3 separate regions of the Pan troglodytes genome follow, and all the other regions are linked to region 3. A link is a contact called in public HiChIP or PLAC-seq data. All regions are on one chromosome and are shown on one strand. Each heading gives the region's core, a stretch centred on a gene start, on an enhancer-like site or on the middle of the called end of the contact. The rest is flanking DNA. Distances are from core to core; before and after follow the strand shown.

Region 1 (3,571 bases), core at 333-2,832, 130 kb after region 3:
TATTATAAAATCTAAGATCAGTGCTTGAGATATTTTGCAGACCCTGTACTTGACGGATCAGCTGACACTACCCAGACCAGTAATCTGGCTCAACCAGTCCTGCGATCCCACCCAGGAACAGAAGACAGCAAGAAAACCTCACTTCAACACTCCTGTCGATGACTCCATCTCCAACCTCAGGAAGCTCCAACCAATCAGCACCCCCCACTTCCTGAGCCCCTACCCACCAAATTATCTTTAAAAACTCGGATCCCCTAATGCTCAGCGGACACTGATTTGAGCAATAATAAAACTCCGGTCTCCTGCATAGCTGGCTCTGTGTGAAATACTTTTTCTCCATTGCAATTCCCCTGTCTTGATAAATCTGTCTAGGGAGCAGGCAAGGTGAACCCATTGGGTGGTTACACACTGACCAGCCGGATTTAGGGAGAGTTCTCACTAATCCACAGTTCTGATGCAGCCACCCCTGGGGGACCCTCCTGGTTACTGAATCTCCCACTGTCTCACAGAGTCTGGAAGTCACATCCCCAACAAGGGCCTTGGTTTCTCTCATTGAAAAAAGAAGGACCAGATGCTGATGGGCCAGGAAACTCCCAGCTCTGAATTCCTTTTCCGATCTGCACACTGGGGGACACGGGCACTTTCTAGCCCAGATCCAGAACTTCCAGAATCATAAACAATGTGGCCCTGCAGAGACCTGGGCCGCAATTTTTCCTTCTTTGTACTGGGAGGATGTACTTTGTCCACCCCTAGCTCAAAACGCCCCCTTCCGCTGGAATGACATGCTATGTGACCCAAGGAGAAACACCACACCCCAGCACCAGGCCTGCTTTTCAGCCAGAAACCAAGAGGCCTAGGAGGCTGTGCTGCTAGCATCTTGCAAGCTCTGAAATTCCTAAAACTAAGTTTCACAACTCAGACTGGCCCCCTACTTCCCAGCACTCTAGTTTTCAATCAGGGAGGTCAGACTGGGCCCGAAGCGTAAGGGACCCCTTCCCTGCCCAAAAACTCTCTGCTGCATTTGGCGGATCCCCACCTTTTTTTTTTTTTACTTCAGTTTCCCCACCTGCAAACTGGGAAAACTAAGGCGAGGCCACTGTACTGTGGATACAAGTCCGTGCAACCCTAAATCCCAGACACGAACGTGGTAGAGCCACCTGCAGTCTCCGGCCTCAGTTTCCCAGCCTCGTGCCGGGGGGCGGGACTCGAGGCTCGGACCTTACGTTCGCCCCGCGCCAACCAAGCCCACAGCGCCCGCCCGCAGGGATCCCAACGACTGCTGTTCCCGCCTCCCGGTGAGACCCCGCAGTTGCCCTGCCCTCACCATGGTGCCGGCGGGGACCGGGCTCGCCGGCCACTTCCGCCGCCGCCGCTGCACACGCTCCCGGCGGTCGTCGCCGCGCCGCGCGCCACTAAGCTGAAAGAAAGTGGCAGAGACGCAAGCCAGTCAGCACCGGGCTCGAAGGGCGGTCAACCAATCCACGCGGAGTAGGGCGGGGCCCGCTGGGCGAAAGGGCGGGGCGGGCCGTGTTCCCGCCGGAGGAACGAGGACGAGAGCCGTAAAGTGCCGCGGCTTGTAATGTAAAAGGAGGCGGAGCAACGCGCGCCGGCGCGGGGTGCATTGTGGGGAAATGCGTGCGCAGGTGAAGCCTTCGTCGGTCTCCTGGGCTCCACGCTGTGGGCAAAGCCAGTTAATGCCTTTCGTTTGCAGTAGAGAGAGAGAAATCGAGGCTTCGTGGGTGATTGGGCCGTGCCTGATGTTGCCCTTCCGACTCCTAGTTTTCTGATTCTGTAATTATCCAGGGAACATCATTTAGTAGGTTGGAATCCTGACCACGACCCTCGGGGCCTCAGTTTGCTCCCTGTAAATAGTAGTGTCTGCTCCAAAACGTTGCTTACTGTAAGGATGAAATGAATGAAACCATGTAAAAGCACTTAAAACAGCATCTGGCACATATTAAGTACTTATTACCTACTCTGTGCCTGCTTCTGCTCACAGAAATGAACAAAACACAAAATTCGTGGCCCTCAGGGAGACAGACAGTAAATAAAGTAAATAGGCGAATGCTATTAGTTTTCTGGGGCCTGCTGTAACAAATGCCCACACACTGCGAGGTTTAAAACAACAGAACGTGATTTTCTCACAATTCAAGAGATCAGAATAATGAAGTGAGGTTGTCAGCACGGTTGGCTCCCTCTGGAGGCTCTGAGGACAATCTGTGTGTCCTATGCCTCTCTCCTGGGTTCTGGTGGCTGCTGGGAATCCTTGGAGTTCTTGGCTTGTAGATGCAGCCTTCCGCGTTCTGCCTTTGTCGTCACTTGGCCTTCTCTGTGTGTCTCTGAGTCTCAAATGTATCTCTCCTTTTTTTTTTTTTCTTTTTCTTTTTTTTTTTTTTTGTAGTAGAGACAGGGTCTCCCTATGTTGTCCAGGCTGGTCTCGAATTCCTGGGGTCAAGCAATCCTCCCTCCTCTGCCTCCCAAAGTGCTGGGATTACAGGCGTGAGCCACCGAGCCCGGCCGCTCCTTTTTCTTGTAAAGGACACTCCTTTCTCTTATTAAGTCCACCATAAATTTCAGGATAATGTCATCTCAAGATCCTTAATTACATCTGCGAAGACCCTATTCTTTTTTTTTTTTTTTTTTTTTTTTTGAGATGGAGTCTCATTCTATCACCCAGGCTGCAGTGCAGTGGTGCGATCTCAGCTCACTGCAACCCCTCCCTCCTGGGTTCAAGGGATTCTTCTGCCTCAGCCACCCGAGTGGCTAGGATTACAGGCACATGCCACAATGCCCAGCTAATTTTTGTATTTTTAGCAGAGACGGGGTTTTACCATGTTGGCCAGGAGCTGGCCTCAAACTCCTGACCTCAGGTGATCCTTCCACCTTGGCCTCCCAAAGTGCTGGGATTACAGGCATGAGTCACCACGCCCAGCCTCGTTTTTTAATGACTGATGCTATTTATTGACATTATTCATAATATCAAAAGACTGAAAGAAACCCAGTGCGACCAAATAATAGAGTAATACAACTATAAAAAGGAATGAAGACAATCTTCATATACTGACATTGAATGGTGTCTGGATATATTAAGTGAAAAAAAACCAAGGTAGAGAACAGTTTTTACAATATGTCATCTTTTGTGTGCAAAAAGAGAAATACATGCATATGTATGCGTATATATATTTGCATGTGTATATATATATATATATATATATATTTTAACCACACCAAGCACGTGAACCAAATTTGCTTATATTTTTAATAAGAAACATAAAGGCCAGGCTCAGTGGCTCACGCCTATAATTGCAGCACTTCGGGAGGCCGCGGTGGGCAGATCACCTGAGGTCAGGAGTTTGAGACCAGCCTGGCCAATATGGTGAAACCCCATCTCTACTAAAAATACAAAAAAATTATCTGGGCATGGTGGCGGGCACCTGTAATCCCAGCTACTCAGGAGGCTGAGGCAGGAGAATTGCTTGACCCTGGGAGGTAGAGGTTGCAGTGAGCCAAGAACGTGCCACTGCACTGCAGCCTGGGCGACAGAGTGAGACTCTGTCTCAAAAAAAAAAAA
Region 2 (3,881 bases), core at 1,286-3,785, 210 kb after region 3:
GCTGGGTGCAGTGGCTCACACCTGTAATCCCAGCACTTTGGGAGGCTGAGGTGGGCGGATCACGAGGTCAGGAGATCGAGACCATCCTGGCTAACACGGTGAAACCCCGTCTCTACTAAAAATACAAAAAATTAGCCTGGCGTGGTGGCGGGCGCCTGTAGTCCCAGCTACTCGGACTCCTGAGGCAGGAGAATGGCATGAACCCGGGAGGCGGAGCTGGCAGTGAGCCGAGATCGCGTCACTACACTCTAGCCTGGATGACAGGGCCAGACTCCGTCTCAAAAAAAAAAAAAAAAATCATCTAGTGGTGATGGGACTTTGTAGGGCACCTCTTTAGTATCTCATGTGTGTCATGGGGAAATGGGGGGCTGTCCCCACTCTATGGAGACAGAAATGGAGGTTCAGAGACAGCCTTGGGTCACATGGGACCTGGGCCTATGCTGCTGACCGCCACCGCAGAGCCCCAACTCCGCTCAAGCAGTTGCCTCCTGTCTCCCCATCCTTGGCCGCCAGAAACTGGGTTTACAGGTCATAAGGAGGGGAAGTTTGTCCCATATATGGGAACTCACTTAATTCTTACCCCAACACACTATGATGGGGGCTGTAATTCTCCCTCATTTTACTTTATTTTATTGATTTTATTTTTGAGATGGAGTCTCACTCTGTCGCCCAGGCTGGAGTGCAATGGCATGAACTTGGCTCACTGCAACCTCTGACTCCCAGGTTCAAGAGATTCTCTTGCCTCAGCCTCCTCAGTAGCTGGGACCACAGGCGCCCGCCACCACACCTGGCTAATTTTTGTATTTTTAGTACAGACTGGGTTTCACCGTGTTGGCCAGGCTGGTCTCATACTCCTGACTTCAAGTGATCCGCCTGCCTTGGCCTCCCAAAGTGCTAGGATTACAGGTGTGAGCCACCATGTCCAGTCCTCTCCCCATTTTATAGGTGAGGAGACTGAGGCTCAGAGAAGTAAAGCTACTCACCTAAGATCCCACAGCCTTCAAGCGGCAGAGCTGGGATTTGAACCTCGGCCATCTAGGTGTGGAGCCTTATTATTCACCACTTTGGCAGGTGTCTCAGTGGCTTACTTACCCTTGTTCATCCCACTGGTGCTCGGCTGCTGGCTGGCCCACAAACATGTTCTCATAGTCGGGAGTGGAGGGGCAGGATGGCACGGCCACTTGGGGCTTGGGGGCGCTCCGGCTGCCGTACCGTGGCTGCAAGCCTAAACTGGGCTTGGGCCCATCCTGAGCAGCCCAGGGCTTGTTCAGCTCCCGGCTTCTGGCCACTCGGCATCGCCAGAGTCTCCAGGCCAGCACAGGACCAGCGATGGCAAGTCCAAGAAGCAGGCACCCGCTGACCACCACTGCCCCGATAGTTGCAGAGGCCAGGCCAGGGGCGCAGCTGACCTCCAGGAAGGCAGAGAGGTTGTGCTGGGAGCTGGTTGTGTCCCAGCAGAGCAGAGGCTTCTGGCCAGAGCAGTTGTCTCGGCGGATGTCGTGCCAGGACTCCAGGGCACAGTTGCAGTCAGCCTGCAGGTCAAGGTCACAGCGGGCGGCCAGCGCCCCATCCACACGAGACAAGGGGTTGCGTAGCACGTTCAGGACCTCAAGCTTCTGCAGGTGGGCAAAGAAGGTCACTGGAAGCTCTCGCAGGCCGTTTCCAGACAGGTCAAGGAGAATCACGTTGCTGGCCCGCAGAGACTGGTTGTGGGGCAGGCTCAGGCTGAGGCCACTGAAATTCAGGCACGTGGCCCTGAACTCCGCGTTCCAGTCCACATCCGCGGAGGACACGGTGCACGACAGTTCCAGGCTGTCTGACTCCGGCAGCAGCAGCGGCAACAGCAGCGTCCATGCCAGGGTGCCCCCCATTCAAGCAACCTACGTAGAGACACCGGAATCCTAGCCCTGACCTCAGCCCTGTGGTCGCCCTCGCCTCCACCGCCAGTGTTTATTATTATAGCTCAGACCAGCTCAAGCCGCTTCTGAAATGGTAAAACGCAGCCCCAGTCTGGTCGCCTCCTTTGGCTGGTGGGCTGCCTCAGTCTCCCCTTCTGGGGAATGGGTAGATAACCCCAGCGCCTAGCGGGCTTGGAAGGCGAGGAGGAGATCCGGGCCAGTTAACCCCTTCTTCTATGTCCTGAACATTTGGGGCGCCCTCGTTGGCCAGGACGGGACCCTATGCAAATAAGCGGTTGCCTTGGAAACGGCCCCGCCCCCTGATCACGCTCCCGGTATCTCCCAGAACCGCGGGTCGCTGGGAAGTCCTGGGATAGGGTGGAGTGGGGGCTGCTGAAAGGATCCTCCCAGGTCTGGTTTGCAGTCCCTGCACAGGTGCAAGTTCTAGAGCTTCAGTCCTACCTTTTGGGTCCCACTGCCACGCTTTTGCCTCTGCGATGCTGGAAAAGCGACGGCGCCCAGGGGCTGCGTCCTGGCCCACCTGGACACCGGGGCCGCAGCGGCCACGGCCGGCACAGTCCGCAGCGCTGCTGGGGTCGCTGGCGTTCCTCTGGCTCTGCACCCAGCGACTCAGGGGGAAGAGGAACTGGTGTCTGGGTGGAGTGCAGAGGGGAAGAATGAAGACAGAGATCCGCCCCCTTGCAGGGCCTCAAGGTTCTCACCAGAGGTGGATGGAGGGCAAGGGGGAGGGGTGGCCCAGAGTCCCTCTTCCCTCTTGCTGGAACCCAGTGACTCCATGTCCTCTATTAGCACCCCAACCGACTGCCACCTCATCAACTCGCTTCTCGATCTCAGCTTGGCTGGTTCCCAGCTCATGCAGTCATTTATTCATTCAACAAGCATCACCCACGCTGGGCCCCCAAGAGGCCTCAGCCCTGACCAGGTCCTCAAGGAGCTATCTTAAGAGAGGACAGAGCTGGACATAGACACTCCTAGTCCCATGCAGTCAAGGAAGGTCCAGAGGGAAAGACAGGGTCCTGGAAGGCTTCCTGGAGGAGGAGGCATTACAGTTGGGGCTTCAACGCATGAGTAGGAGTTCACCAAGATTCCCCAAACCTATCATTGGCTCTCCAAGCTCCTCCAAGCCTCTCCCACTGAGTTCTTGCACAATGGCACCTCTATGCTGGAGGGGACAGTGAGGAGGGCTCCCAGCAACTTGGGAAAATGTAGCTGGCTGGGATAGCATGGTTAGGAGTGGAGAGGATAGAAGGAATTGGTGGTGGGGGAAGAGGTCCATGTGGAGCCAAGGCAGGTGCGTGGGCAGAGGGGCACTGGCTCAAGAAGTCCTTCTGGAGTGAGCCTGGTGTCTGGGGTGGGCAACGTGGGGAAGAGGCTGAGGTCCCAGAAGCAGATGGGGGCCTGAGGCAGACTGGAGGGGTAGTAGTGACAAAAGTGATACTGAGGAGGGGTGGGCTGGGAGAAGGCCTCACCTGAACCTGGTGTCAGGTGGACCAGGTTCCAACCTATGCCAGCCCGACTCACTGTGCCACCTTAACTGCGTGTGACACCATGTCCACAGCTGTCAAATGCACAGAGGCTTCTCCGGGATCTGGGAGGCTGGGAGTCCACTCCCCCACGTTTTCCCCTCTCCTCGGCCTCTGTCCTTCACATCGCCAAACTCCGAGAAATGGTCAAAGGCTTTGAATGGAGACCTTGAAGAAAAAGCAGGAAACTGCTCTTCAATATGTCCAGAGATGCTCATTCTTGCCAGGTGCAGTGGCTCACGCCTGTAATCCCAACACTTTGGGAGGCAGAAGTGAGCAGATCGCTTGAGCCCAGAAGTTCGAGACCAGCCTGGCCATCATGGTGAAACCCCGTCTCTACTTTAAAAAATACAAAAATTAGCCAGGTGTGGTGGTATGTGCCTGTAGTCCCAGCTACTCAGGAGGCTGAGGCAGGAGAATTGTTTGAACCCAAGAGGCG
Region 3 (3,762 bases), core at 275-2,774:
CTCTCGGGTTCAAGAGATTCCCCTGCCTCAGCCTCCCGAGTGGCTGGGATTACAGGCGCCCACCACCACGCCCCTGGCTAATTTCTGTATTTTTAATAGAGATGGGGTTTTACCATGTTGGCCAGGCTGGTTTTGAATTCCTGACCTCAGGTGATCCAGCTGCCTCGGCCTCCCAAAGTGTTTGGGATTACAGGCGTGAGCCACTGCGCTTGGCCAATCCCCACCTTCTTGACTGACCATTTAAAAAATGTAAGAAACACCTTTAGCTCATCGTGAGCAGCACAAAACAGGCAGGGACAGGATTTGGCCCTGAGACAGGAGAATAGGTCTGGAGGCAGGGAACATAAGGCCAAATCAAATGGAAACAATTCAGCTATGACAGGAAATATCTTCTCCATTTAAAGAGGGCATACATCCAGTAAATGACTTTGTAACTTTACTTCATCCTCTTCATTTACATAGGACGTACATTAAGTAACCAGTGAAAACCTCTAGAGGGCATTTAAACCCCAGAAAATTCTTAAACAGGTCTCTTGAGTCCGTATGCTCCACTGGCTCCCACCCTGTGGAGTGTACTTTCGTTTTCAATAAATCTCTGCTTTTGTTAAGCTTCATTCTTTCCTTGCTTTGTTTGTGCACTTTGTCCAATTCTTTGTTCAAGATGCCAAGAACCTGCACACCTTCAACAGTTAACAGCCCACAGGCAGTAGTTTGCGAGTCTAGTAGAGAATGCATAGGGATTTCCACTGAAAATCATTTTTTAAGCCAGTTACGGTGATTCACGCCTATCATCATCCCAGCACCTTGGGAGGCCAAGGCGGGTGGATCTCTTGAGGTCAGGAGTTCGAGACCAGCCTGGCTAACATGGCAAAACCCCTGTCTAGACCAAAAATACAAAATTAGTTGGGCGTGGTGGCCCGTGCCTGTAATCCCAGCTGTTTGGGAGGCTGCGACACGAGAATCGCTTGAACCCGTGAGGGAGAGGTTGCGGTGAGCCGAGATCGCGCCACCGCACTCCAGCCTGGGTGACAGAGCGAGACTCCATTTCAAAAAAAGAAAAAAAATCATTGTTCCCTACGGGAACGGTATAATTAGGATATAATTGTTTCTGGCCACAGATCACACCCCTTCTGGTTAAGTCCAGGAGAATCTGGAAATACGGAGGGCAACCAGGCCAGAAGGCGTTGTAACTGCCTAAGATTGACCAACCCTAACGCGGGAGGCGGGACGACGGTCACTGATTTGCCAGCGTGATGCCGGTCTGCGACTGGCCAGTGCCGTCCTGGGCGTGTCGGTAGGACGGGGCTGCGGCGGTTTCGCATAGGCTGGCACAGAAAGGGGCGGGGAAACAAGAGTGCAACGTTACCAATCGGCATGCGGGACGTAACGCAATTCTTTTTTCCGATTGGTCCGTGAAGCTCGGGAGGTCGTTGGGGGCTCGACCTTGGGATAGAACGCCTGCCTTTTATTGGTCAATACTCTTCGAGGCGGGCAATGTGGCTCCCCGAGGCTGCCTGCGATTGGTGAACGCGTCGCGGCTCGGGGCGGACCTGCGGACTGAAGATCCTTATGCGATTGGCCGGAGAGCCGGAGGGACGGGCAATTTGGGATCAACAGTGACTCGCGACTGGTCGGCGCGGCGAAAGCAGAGCGGCGCGCCGGTTCCTTGGTTCCTGAGGGCGATGGCGCGGGGTGGCTGGCGCCGGCTACGCCGCCTGTTATCCGCGGGGCAGCTTCTATTCCAGGGCCGCGCGCTGCTCGTCACTAACACGCTGGGCTGCGGCGCGCTCATGGCGGCCGGTGATGGCGTGCGCCAGTCCTGGGAGATCCGCGCCCGGCCCGGCCAGGTTTTCGACCCACGGCGCTCCGGTGAGGACGCCATGCTGCTTAGCCCTTCACCCCGGGCGACCTTTGATCCCGACACCCGACTGCGGGCCGTGACCCCTGACCCGTGGCCTCAGTCCCCCGCAGGACCCTTGCCCTGACCGCGCCTCTCCCCGGGTGTCTGTCTCCCCGCAGCTCTGGGTCTCCATCACCTCACAACCCCTGGAGGTCTCTGCCCACTACCCAGGAGCCTCTGGAGCCGCGCCTCCTGGTGGGGCTTGTAGTGGAAGAATGCACGGGTGGGCTCTTCCGGTTTTCCCGGTGAGGCTGAGGCTCCGGGATGGCATTGGGCTTACCCAGGCCTTAGCCAGGGAGGGAGAGAGGGAATGGACTGAGGAATTTGCCGGCCCGACCCAGCCCCCTGACTTACACTCTTATAGCGAGCATGTTTGCGGTGGGCTGCAGCATGGGTCCCTTCCTGCACTACTGGTACTTGTCGCTGGACCGCCTATTCCCTGCGTCTGGCCTCCGAGGCTTCCCAAATGTCCTCAAGAAGGTCCTCGTGGATCAGCTGGTAGCCTCTCCATTGCTGGGCGTCTGGTACTTCTTGGGTAAGGAGCCTCCTAAGCCTAGGCTTTGCCTCTCATAGGTCGGGAGGGGTGGAGCCAGCTTTGTGTTAAGAAGGATGCAGAGGTGCATTTCCAATGTGCCCCCTGTTTGGGTCGCCCTGGACTAGGAGCCAGGTCACAGCGGGGACAGGACAGACTCGGCCGATGTGAACGCTGGCGAGTGTAGGAGGGACGAGGACGGTATCTGTTGGGGCCGCCCTGGGCGGGAGGTTGAGAGCATTTCCCAAAGAAGGGGACCACACTCAGTTGAGACATGAAGAGGGAACCAGCGGGCAGAGGGAACAGCTAATGCAAAGGCTCTGAGGCCTGAAGGAAGAGAAATTGAGGCTAGACTTAATGGGGTGCAACCGTGCCAGCCCAAGGCTCGGTAAAGACAGCGGTATTAATAGAGGAGTCTCTCATTCTCCACCTCCCAGCCCGGCTTCCTGGTCTGTGATGGAAAAGTAACACAACTCCCTCAACTTCAGGGTGTCTCCATTGGGGCACGTGTTTATATGTTTATAACCTCTCTTTCTCTCACTGGGACTGACTTGCTCTGTTTTGTCCCTACACCAGCTACCCTAATTCTCTGTCCATCCCATCTGAAAGTCCCTGTCCCTCTGCCCGGGGTGGGCGGCGTGGGTTCTCAGGGGCCCAACCCCGCCCCCTCCATCGTCAGCCCATCTTGTCGTCTCAACAGTACTTCCTGGCCTCTAACACTCTCGTTTCTTGGTTTCCTTCCCAGGCCTTGGCTGCCTGGAGGGTCAGACAGTGGGTGAGAGCTGCCAGGAGCTGCGGGAGAAGTTCTGGGAATTCTACAAGGTGGGAGCACCCGCCCCTTGCACATGTCCGGCCCCGCCCCCTGATGGCCGCTCCGCCCCCGCCCAGCTCTGGCCCCGCCCCTCATCCCCCGCCTCTCCCCGCAGGCTGACTGGTGCGTGTGGCCTGCTGCGCAGTTCGTGAACTTCCTCTTCGTGCCCCCCCAATTTCGAGTCACCTACATCAACGGCCTGACGCTGGGCTGGGACACGTACCTGTCCTACTTGAAGTACCGGGTGAGTGTGGAGGGCATACCAGGCACCCAGGGGACTCCCCAGGGGGCTACACGTGTGAGCTCCAAGTGGCAGTGTAGCCAGCCACCCTGGAGGGTGGGAGTCTCCTGTGCTCCTGACAACCCACACCCAACAGTGGGCTGGCGGAGAGCTCCTCACTAGCAGTTAAGACCCAGCCGTGGCTGAGCGCCGTGGCTCATGCCTGTAATCCCAGCACTTTGGGAGGCCGAGGCAGGCGGATCACGAGGTCAGGAGATCGAGACCGTCCTGGCTAACAT

The links. HiChIP or PLAC-seq counts read pairs in DNA pulled down with a chosen protein or histone mark.
Region 1: a contact with region 3 is called in an H3K4me3 HiChIP or PLAC-seq map of stem cell-derived excitatory neurons, with 2.2 times the contacts expected there. The contact joins the promoter of LSM4 here to the promoter of MPV17L2 in region 3. A contact is called at or near these places in 1 of 7 Hi-C or Micro-C datasets (stem cell-derived neural progenitor cells) and 1 of 1 datasets of contacts at active chromatin or transcription factors (stem cell-derived excitatory neurons).
Region 2: a contact with region 3 is called in an H3K4me3 HiChIP or PLAC-seq map of stem cell-derived excitatory neurons, with 7 times the contacts expected there. The contact joins the promoter of LRRC25 here to the promoter of MPV17L2 in region 3. A contact is called at or near these places in 1 of 7 Hi-C or Micro-C datasets (stem cell-derived neural progenitor cells) and 1 of 1 datasets of contacts at active chromatin or transcription factors (stem cell-derived excitatory neurons).

Annotation. Positions count from the first base shown.
Region 1 is chr20:20,974,245-20,977,815 of NHGRI_mPanTro3-v2.0_pri, forward strand. It overlaps LSM4 (LSM4 homolog, U6 small nuclear RNA and mRNA degradation associated), which reads right to left and starts at 1,583. Exons shown (of 5, transcript XM_016935508.3): 1 at 1,325-1,583. The coding sequence starts at 1,327.
Region 2 is chr20:21,047,694-21,051,574 of NHGRI_mPanTro3-v2.0_pri, forward strand. LRRC25 (leucine rich repeat containing 25) reads right to left here and starts at 2,536. Exons shown (of 3, transcript XM_009435028.5): 1 at 2,361-2,536; 2 at 1,093-1,880. The coding sequence starts at 1,871.
Region 3 is chr20:20,841,544-20,845,305 of NHGRI_mPanTro3-v2.0_pri, forward strand. MPV17L2 (MPV17 mitochondrial inner membrane protein like 2) reads left to right here and starts at 1,525. Exons shown (of 5, transcript XM_001173861.8): 1 at 1,525-1,869; 2 at 2,265-2,435; 3 at 3,178-3,254; 4 at 3,359-3,487. The coding sequence starts at 1,683.